Regions from separate parts of the Ovis aries genome. Here region 2 is linked to region 1. The links are chromatin contacts, called in public Hi-C maps. All regions are on one chromosome and are shown on one strand. Each heading gives the region's core, a stretch centred on a gene start, on an enhancer-like site or on the middle of the called end of the contact. The rest is flanking DNA. Distances are from core to core; before and after follow the strand shown. Region 1 overlaps LOC121816268 (a long non-coding RNA gene). Region 2 has its middle 43 kb from the start of PITRM1.

The links. A called contact is a pair of places that touch in the nucleus more often than the background predicts.
Region 2: a Hi-C map of mixed tissues shows a contact between it and region 1, with 5 times the contacts expected there. The contact joins two enhancer-like sites. A contact is called at or near these places in 6 of 16 Hi-C or Micro-C datasets (hypothalamus, liver, mixed tissues and 2 more).

Annotation. Positions count from the first base shown.
Region 1 is chr13:43,511,928-43,517,178 of ARS-UI_Ramb_v3.0, reverse strand. It overlaps LOC121816268 (a long non-coding RNA gene), which reads right to left. Exons shown (of 4, transcript XR_006055788.2): 4 at 3,850-4,683. Among named protein-coding and RNA genes, the nearest start is that of AKR1E2, 27 kb to the right of the region's middle. Within about 2 kb of position 1,963, at least 4 of the 54 cell types and tissues checked have an H3K27ac peak or open chromatin away from gene starts, as enhancers often do.
Region 2 is chr13:44,627,511-44,632,761 of ARS-UI_Ramb_v3.0, reverse strand. No RefSeq gene overlaps it. Among named protein-coding and RNA genes, the nearest start is that of PITRM1, 43 kb to the left of the region's middle. Within about 2 kb of position 2,346, at least 11 of the 54 cell types and tissues checked have an H3K27ac peak or open chromatin away from gene starts, as enhancers often do.

The DNA of each region.
Region 1 (5,251 bases), core at 714-3,213:
AATAATAGTAACAAGCTGTCTGAGCCAGGCAAAGGGGAAAGTGCTTACTCATTTAATCTGTTTACTGATTTAATCTTACTTCTAAAATATGTATTCCAATAGAGAAACTTTGTCAAACTGAAACTTAAAGTTAAATGTGTAATGATCTGGGTAATTTGATTTTCAGATACTTTCAAAAGGAAACTGTATTTTTAAATCATGTTTAGAAGAGTCTCTGTAAAGTTTTCCAATCAGATATTTGATTGAAGTTTTATTTACCTTGTATTGTCTATAACACATTGAAAGTCATTTTTTCGTTAAACTATTATCCCCGTTTTAAATGGTTGATGGAAAGTAATACCTGCTGATGCTGCTGCTGCTGCTAAGTCGCTTCAGTCGTGTCCGACTCTGTGCGACCCCATAGACAGTAGCCCATCAGGCTCCCCTGTCCCTGGGATTCTCCAGGCAAGAACACTGGAGTGCGTTGCCATTTCCTTCTCCAATGCAGGAAACTGAAAAGTGAAAGGGAAGTGGCTCAGTCGTGTCCGACTCTTCGTGACCCCATGGACTGCAGCCCACTAGGCTTTTCCATCCAAGGGATTTGCCAGGCAAGAGTACTGGAGTGGGGTGCCATCACCTTCTCTGACCTGCTGATCAGTTCAGTTCAGTTCAGTCGCTCAGTCATGTCCGACTCTTTGCGATAAAAGGAAACAAATATGGACAGATCTTGTAGTATAGCCAGGTTCCCAGAAATTCTCTCTCTTCTCACCTTCTCAACAAAAATTTCTAATCTATAATTCCCAGTGTGAACCATTTATGGTCCTTTAGACAGTTTTCAAGCCACTTCACAATTTTAGCAAGAAGAAACAATGTAAATTACAAAATAAATTTTCAATATTTTAATGTCCATGATTGTCATGTCAGTTTTCTTTTTTGTTTTGGGGTCAAGTGATGATTCGGAGATGATTCAAAGCTTTTGAATGCAAGCTTTCATTACTTCTGTGAGTTAATAATGTAGCTTTATGTCAGCCTCCACTTCCTGAATAGCAGCGTAACTTTCATGAGAATTCTTGCTACAGAACCAAAGCCTGGTCTCCATGCTCATTCCTGTTACGGGATATTTGTTAATGCTGTAGGAAGTATCTTCTTAGTATAAACCAAATGTGTGAAATATCCCTCCCCCACTACTGCAGAAATAACCAGAGGCTGGAAAGACAGCATTTGATAAAACAACTTTGCTCGGTCACAGCTGGAAACAGAGATACTTTAGAAAATGGTGAAGAGGTTACAGGAGGATGGCAGGTTCTCCCTGAAAATGCCACTTCTCTGAAAATATAAATGTTCTTATAAGAGAGACAAGGAGATTCTACAGATAAACATCAGCTGAAAAATATTCTTGACTTCAGTGATCCCATATCCCACCCACCCATCCAGTTCCCTATCCAGGCGAACTGCAGTTATTAGGCTAAAACCACAGTTGGCTGAGTAGCAGAGTTGCCAAATCACAGTCTTGGACTCTGTAATACGACCAGAATTCCCATCAAAACTCTTGCCTTGAATCTTAACTTCAAGATTAAGAACCTCAGTCTCCCTGGCCTTAAACAGAGAAATTGGACCAGAAAGATCTAGAGTCCCTTTTAGTTCCAAAAGTCAGATATTACGTACAATAATCCTCTCACGACTCAAATACAATTATTACAACTTCTGAGATTTTAGTTTCAAATGTTGCTGTCAATAAAGTCATTACATTTTTTAGTGTATTAGGAACTAATAAGCAAGGAGAGAAAATGCCATTTTAGGTTGTTTTCGGAGCATTGCTTCTCCCTCATTATAAAACAGGCTGTTGCGCCCTCTGCTGGTATTTCTGAGGTTGCCTATCAGGTGACTGCATTAATTTTCCGTTTTAAGGATATCTGTGCTTTTTTCCCCCTGTTGTTCCCAATAGCTTTCAAAATTGTTTTCTGATCTCTATTTACAGTAAATAGAAATGCCAAGATAGCTATGCTGGTCTGGAAGTAAAGTTGTGAGCATTTAATGGTACATTTTCACGTTTCTCCAAAGAGGCTATTGTAAATAGCGCTTCAGTGAACACTGGGGTGCATGTAGTTTTTTAATTATGGATTTCTCCAGGTATAGGGCTTCCCTCCTAGCTCAGTTGGTAAAGAATCTACCTGCAATGCAGGTGACCCTGGTTTGATTCCTGGGTCGGGAAGATCCGCTGAAGAAGGGATAGGCTACCCACTCCAGCATTCTTGGGCTTCCCTTGTGGCTCAGCTGGTAAAGAATCCGCCTGCAATGCGGGAGACCTGGGTTTGATCCTGGGTTGGGAAGACCCCTTGGAGAAGGGAAAGGCTACCCACTCCAGTATTCTGGCCTGGAAGAATTCCATGGACTGTACAGCCCATGGGGTCACAAAGAGTCAGACACAACTGAGCAACTTTCACTTTCACACCCAGGAGTGGGACTGCTGGATCATACAGTAGCTCTGTTTTCAGTCTGTTAAAGAACCATCACACTGTTCTCCATAGTCACCGTACCAACTGACATTCCCACCAATAGCGCAGGAAGGGCTCCCTCTTCTCCACATCCTCTCAAGCATTTATTGTTTGGAGATTTTTTGAGATGCCTGGATTGAATTTGTTGATATAAATAAGTGGACCATTTGAACTCTACTTACCTAGTGTTCCAAATGAAGTCCCAGCCTCATTTCTGGACTTTCTTCAGGAAGCTAAAGGCTATAAAATAAAGTGGGTTCCGTGGCTACATAGCCTTACTCTGTTTCTTGCCACTTATAGAGTAAGAGGCCATTCCTAGAATGACACTATGAGTGTTACACACGCGTGTGCATCCACTGTGCCAAGGAAACTGAGGGAACACAGACAGCTCTGCAAGAGGAGTGACTGGATTCCGAGTCACGATGAATAAAGATTTGCTAATGAACAAAGAACAAAGAAAATATCTTCTGGGGGGGGGGATGCACTTTGGGTAGAATTAATCAAAGGAATAAATAAAGGAAACCTCCATTACTCACTACTTGAAAGTTCCTGAAATTATGTCTCTTTCAGGGTCTTTGAAGATGTTCTAATTAAGTTTCTAGAGAGGGAAGAATATTTGTCCCTTTTAATGTAAACAAAAAGGCAATTTCATGTCAGTGACATTTTTATGATTCTTGTACTCACAAAATTAACTGTATTCTTCCATCACTCTTCACAGAAGGCAGCGTGAAGGAAACTCTTCTAGAAAAGTCCCCCATTTAGGTGAATTTATAGAAACCACACAAGGACCTGCCCATTGCACACACCAAAGATGATATGATACACAAGAAGGCATCTTTAAATCCTGAAGTCTTGCTTTGAGTGGAGGACAGGATGGGTTCCAAATTTTATAAATGTTGTATAATCATATTGCAATGCTTGGAGTGAGCAGGCAGCTAATTACTGGAACCGCTGATAGCTAAGATGGGACTAAAAGAGCATGACATGCAAAACAAGACTGTTTTAAAATGAAATCCACATTTAGTTTAGTTCATAAGGGGCTGGTGCCATCACCGACATCCATGGCAGAGTTCTGCTGAAAGACTCAGGGGCTTCCACTAAATACCAGCCTCACTGCCCTGAACTCTCAGATCCATAACAGTCTGTGATTTAATCGCAACACAGATGAGGTAGGACCTACCCAGGAAATGCAGGCTTATTGTTTCATGTGCCTGTAAAACAGTGAGTGTCTGTCAGGTTATGCAGTTCAGATTGGTTGCATGATTAGGCCTGTGATCTGCTTTATTTTTTCCTTCATTCTCCCACCAGCCTCCTGCCTGGGCATAGTGGGCACTATGTCAACTGGAAAAAAAAAAAAAAATACATGACCTAAAAGTTGAGATACATGTTTTATTTGGCAAGCAAAGCTGAGGACTTAAGCCCCTGAAGCAGCCCTTCAGATAACTCTAAGGCAAGGGTACTCAACCTCTGGGATCTAATGCCTGATGATCTGAGATAGAGCTGATGTGATAATAACAGAAATAAAGTGCATGATACATGTGGGCTTTCCAGGTGGTGCTAGTGGTAAAGAACCTGCCTGCAGTGAAGGAGATGCAGGTTAAATCCCTGGGTTGGGAAAATCCCCTGGAGGAGGGCATGACAACCCACTCCAGGATCCTTGCCTTAGAATCCCATGGACAGAAGAGCCTGGTGGGCTACAGTCCATGAGGTTGCAAAGAGTTGGACACAACTGAATCAACGTAGCACGCTCACACACATAACAAATATAATGCACTTGAATCATTGCAAAATCATCCCCCCAGCCCTGGGCCATGGAAAAATTGTCTTCCACACAACCAGTCACTGGGACCAAAATGGTTGGGGACAGCTATCCTAAAGAACTGCCCCAAAGAGGTAAGGGAGAAGCCAGGACACATAGGAGTTTTTGCAACAAAGACCAGGTAGTTAGAACATCAAGGGATTACTGTTAAGTAAAGAAAACCGGACATTTCAAGGAAAGGCGTTTTGCATTTTTCTGTGTACAGGAAGTTGCAAGAGTCTGGCCTCACGGAAGTCATTCCTTTGATGTACCCTCAGCCATCTGGGGCCAGCGTCTGGTTCTTTCTCCTCCTGAGTCCCCTCAGGGTGCCCCGCTGGAGTGTCTGCAGTGGCTTGATGGCTGTAACATCTGTTCTGGCAGGTGACAGTTTTCCGTTGACAGCTATAGAACCTAGATAAGGAAAAGAGAGAAATGCATCGAGGGGCCCCTTAGGATCAAGGTGGCTTCCTTGCTAGAACTGCCTTCCATGCTTTCTGAATGAATAAAAGACGCTTTTCTACCTGAACAATTTATAGATGAGTCAGTAGGTTTGAACGTGTGCCTTTCTTAATTATTTGGGGGCTTTCACGAATTTTACGGGAAAGAGGGACTTCCCTGGTGGTCCAGTGGTTGAGACTTCGCCTTCCAGTGCAAGAGGTGCTGCTTCTATCCCAGGTCAGGAAGCTAAGCTCCTGCATGCCTCAGAGCCAAAAACCCAAAACATTAAAAAAACAAAAAAAAAAACAAAAAAACCCAGCAATATCATAGCAAATTTAATTAAGACTTTTAAAATGGCCCATATCAAAAAAAAACCTTTAAAAAAAATTTTTGAGAGCATATTTGGTTGACTTAGATATGGCCAAGGTGGTGGGGTTGGTAGCAGGAGAGGGGGAAAGCAAATATTTAAATCTGATCAGCACTGATGCTTTAAAAGGAAAATAGTCCTGGCCCCAGACCTCGTCTTCCCTCACATACTAGG
Region 2 (5,251 bases), core at 1,097-3,596, 1.1 Mb before region 1:
ACTAGAGATCTCTTCAAGAAAATTAGAGATACCAAGGGAACATTTCATGCAAAGATGGGCTCGATAAAAGACAGAAATTGTATGGACCTAACAGAAGCAGAAGATATTAAGAAGAGGTGGCAAGAATACACAGAAGAACTGTACAAAAAGGACCTTCAAGACCCAGATAATCACGATGGTGTGATCACTCATTTAGAGCCAACATCCTGGGATGTGAAGTCAAGTGGGCCTTAGAAAGCATGACTATGAACAAAGCTAATGGAGGTGATGGAATTCCAGTTGAGCTGTTTCAAATCCTGAAAGATGATGCTGTGAAAGTGCTGCACTCAATATGCCAGCAAATTTGGAAAACTCAGCAGTGGCCCTAGGACTGGAAAAGGTCAGTTTTCATTCCAATCCCAAAGAAAGGCAATGCCAAAGAATGCTCAAACTACCGCACAATTGCACTCATCTCACATGCTAGTAAAGTAATGCTCAAAATTCTTCAAGCCAGGCTTCAGCAATACGTGAACTGTGAACTCCCTGATGTTCAAGCTGGTTTTAGAAAAGGCAGAGGAACCAGAGATCAAATTGCCAGCATCCGCTGGATCATGGAAAAAGCAAGAGAGTTCCAGAAAAACATCTATTTCTGCTTTATTGACTATGGCAATGCTTTTGACTGTGTGGATCACAATAAACTGTGGAAAATTCTGAAAGAGATGGGAATACCAGACCACCTGATCTGCCTCTTGAGAAATCTGTATGCAGGTCAGGAAGCAACAGTTAGAACTGGACATGGAACAACAGACTGGTTCTAAATAGGAAAAGGAGTGTGTCAAGGCTGTATATTGTCACCCTGCTTATTTAACTTCTATGCAGAGTACATCATGAGAAACGCTGGGCTGGAAGAAACACAAGCTGGAATCAAGATGGCCAGGAGAAATATCAATAACCTCAGATATGCAGATGACACCACCCTTATGGCAGAAAGTGAAGAGGAACTAAAAGCCTCTTGATGAAAGTGAAAGAGGAGAGTGAAAAAGTTGGCTTAAAGCTCAACACTCAGAAAACAAAGATCATGGAATCTGGTCCCATCACTTCATGGGAAATAGATGGGGAAACAGTGGAAACAGTGTCAGACTTTATCTTGGGCTCCAAAATCACTGCAGATGGTGATGGGAGCCATGAAATTAAAAGACGCTTACTCCTTGGAAGGAAAGTTATGAGCAACCTTGATAGCATATTCAAAAGCAGAGACATTACTTTGCCGACTAAGGTCTGGCTAGTCAAGGCTATGGTCTTTCCAGTAGTTATGTATGGATGTGAGAGTCGGACTGTGAAGAAGGCTGAGTGCTGAAGAATTGATGAGTTTGAACTGTGGTGTTGGAGAAGACTCTTGAGAGTCCCTTGGACTGCAAGGAGATCCAACCAGTCCATTCTGAAGAAGATCAGCCCTGGGATTTCTTTGGAAGGAATGATGCTAAAGCTGAAACTCCAGTACTTTGGCCACCTCATGCAAAGAGTTGACTCATTGGAGAAGACTTTGATGCTTGGAGGGATTGGGGGCAGAGGGGAAGGGGATGACCGAGGATGGCTGGATGGCATCACTGACTCTATGGACGCGACTCTGAGTGAACTCCGGGAGTTGGTGATGGACAGGGAGGCCTGGCGTGCTGCGATTCATGGAGTGGCAAAGAGTTGGACACGACTGAGCGACTGAACTGACTGATAGTACTGTGCAATTTCATGTCAGGGCATCACGAGCTCATGCCTGAGTCCCCTGTGTATTTGCTCAAGTGCCAGGGACACTGGTGCTGCTGCTGTGATGGCGTCTGTGATGGCATTACTGACGGGAATGGGGTGGGGATGATTCTGGTGACATGAGTGATGGTGTTGATGATGGGGATGGTGAAGGGTTGGTTAGGCCCTTTGACCTCAGCCTACTTTACAAAACAACACCCATGAGCAGAGAAGTCCAGCTGTCCATGTACACATCAAAAGGAGGAGTCTAACCTTAGGATTTCCTAAGGAAGGTAGACTCGGTGTTTAGCTACATGTCCTAAATAAGCATGCTCTCCAAAATAAAAAAAATAGCTGTGACCACTTAAAATTGCTTTGCAGTTGTGTCACTAACTCTGCTTTTTCATGTTCTCTCCTCCCACTGCAAAGTGCATTCCCTGGAAGATAAGAGGGACTAACTCTTATAAACTCTCAAGAGGAATTTCTCTGTGATCTTGTTCCAGACTGGGAAAGCATCTTCCAAGAAGCGCATTTGGGTGTATCTGTGCAGGCCCCACGGCCTGTCGCTGGTGTGCGCTCCTCTCTGGAGGATCCGTAGACAGCACAGAGCCTGATACTGGGCTCAGCTCCCAGGAGACAATAGGGTCTTTGTGTGCATTCTGTTGCTAAACCCACTGTTGCTGTTGTGTCTTTCCTTACTGTTCCCCTTGCTCTGATTTCATCTTTCAATTTATTCTTTTAAAGTCCATGAATTTTTATATATCTCTTCTTGCAAAGGACAAAGACTATTTGAATAACAACGGGAGGGAACCTAAATTCAGTGTCAGAATGAAGACAGAGGGACAAGCTGGGAGCAGCCTGGTCCCCTTCCATATGGAGAGGCTGTCAGGTGGCATGTCAGCCCTCATCAGCCACCCCTGCCCCAACAGTTCATCTTTGCTCCTGCAAAGGTAATGGCATCGATTCTGTGTCTGAACTTCCATGTAAAGTCAGCGATCCATGTGATCCATTCATAGGCCTTCCCCGGAGGCTGAGGTGGCTCTGTTCTTTGTTATGGGGGGCACCTCATGATGGCTACCCGGATCAATGATGGGGGCTCAGAGACCACCCCACCACAGACAATCCCCTCCTTCCAGTCATCCTGACCCCTCTTCCTCCTTGTCATAGTGCTAAGAGAGGACAGTCTTCTGCTGGATAGAAGTATTCTGAGTTTCAGAAAGTTCATATATAAAATACAAGGACTTGGGATAAACCCCTAACAGTTAGCCTTAATAAAAGAAAAGATTCCTCCCTCACCCACCCCACCCCCCGCTTTGGACACATGGACACGGACTTTTCCCCTAATTATGTCAGGTGCTATGTTTGAGAGCTCCAGTGCTCTTACTATTTCTGGAATTTAGACAGAGTCTGGCGGTCTGACAACCTGCTCTGACAGGTCCTAAGGGGCACAGATGGGAGCAGATGGGGTGTGCTGCTCAGAGGTGGGCGTTTTATATGGAAAATTGCAGACATATGTAGAAGCAGACAGAATTATAAGCCCCTGTTGTATTTATCAGCCAGCTCTCTGAATTTCCTGTTCACGGCTCACTTTGTTTCCTATGTGCCTGCTCCATCCTGAGTAAACCCCAAAGACGTGCCCTTTTGCCAGGAAGGCAAAGCGAAGCACCCATTGAACTAACCTGCCTGGTGCATTTACACCGAATCCAGAACAACTCTGCCCAGCATCCCATACCCGGGTATGGTGTGCACACAGCATAGCCCTGGTAACTGGAATTGTGGCCCCTGAGAAGATGGGGGATGGAAACTCACACACGTCTGCCTGCAGTGCCAGACACCCGGGGATGACAGGGACTGGGGGCAGGAGGAGTTGCTTGGTCTTGCCCACGGCTCTGTCCCGAATCGGTGCTGCACTGACCCTGAGTCACTGGGATGTCGCATTTCATCACCCAAAGTGCCCCCAACATTAGGCATCAACTTCAGAAACAGAACAGAACAAGATACCCCACCCTTCCCCTGGTTGCGGTCACCTACTGGGTGTCAATAACTGAGATGGAGGCAGGAAAGTCAGAGGAGAAAGCAGCCCAAAGGCAGCCCCACCTACTGGCTGCTGCCCTCCAGCATCACAGGGATCTGGGCCCACAGAGACCCTTGACGCCACAAGTGACGCCAGTCCCCCCAGAGGGACAAGAAGCCAAGGAAATAAGGCCCGCTGTTTGTGCCGTATGTAAACAAGAGGGACAATGGCAGGGAGAATGGACTCCCAAAGGGGGCGGTAATGGCTGCTCCCACCTCTGTGCTCAGACACACACAGTCCGCACAGAGGACAGTCTACACAGAGGAAGAAAGAGGGGCTGCCCGGGGCTCCTACACTGGTCCTCCACCTGAGTCCTGAGGAGCCACGGCCAGCACCGGACGTCGGGGGAGAAGCTGTGGACTTGCAGTCGACACGATGCCACTTACTCAGCTCTGAAGCAGGTCAGGTACCCTGGGTCACAAGAGTCGTCAAAGCGTGGGGTGTCAGCACAGGCATTCACAGTCATCAGAATGTAAGCTGGCTGAGCACACACTCACTGGCTGCCCCCCTCGCCATGTCCCCGGTGCCCTGGACCCCTGTAGGGGAGGAAACTCTCACATAAACTGGGGATTAGGACCCACCTAATGAGAGAAAACTGGAGACTGGTGTCCCATAGATGAAGCGCACAAGATGAGGAAACCCCGAGGGCTGACCCAGGGACGAGCCGGGGGAGCTGTAGAAGACAGTCCGGGATTGTCCCTGTAAAACCCGACGCCCCTGGCACAACAGGAAGCAGCACCTGCTCCATCAGGAGGTCTGCTGGGCATCAATCCTGTGATACGGGGCCCGATGGACCAGGGCCTTCCTAGACCAGGCCCATCAGCCTGTCGTACCCCGTCCTTCTGGGAAGGAGGCCCAGTGGGGAATACAGGATGGGGCAGGACCTCAGGGGAGACAGGGAGGCCCCCGAGGACACACGTTCTGTGTCCCTGATTCCTCATCCCGCTGGCCTCGCTGCTAGATCGTGCGATAGGTTTAAAGGATGCCTTCTTTTGTGTCCCGTCATCCTCCAAGTCACAAGAAATGTCTGCTTCTGTGTGCCAGGACCCCAAACACACAACCAGAACAATACATCCGGACAGTGCCGCTCCAGGCCTTCAGAGATGGGGGGAATCTCTGGGGAAACTTCAGCCGAAGACCTAGAAGACTGACATCTGGAGGAGGGAGCCTCCTCCAACATGAGATGACGTTCTGACTGCTGGTCCTACAAAGGAGGTCTCTGACAAAGCACTGTGACCGCCCTGACCACTGACTGATAGAGGACAGAAGGTGTCCAGGGAGAAGCCTCAAATATTACAACCGGGGCCCCAGGATGTCCGCCTGGGCTGCATTCTCACACAGGGTCAGGGAAGCGCACCCAGGAGAGGGAAGAAGCTGTCTGCAGCCCACCCCACACCCCAGAACTAGAGGACACCTTAGGGGTTTCCAGGGGTGGCTGGGTTTCCCCACATCTGGATC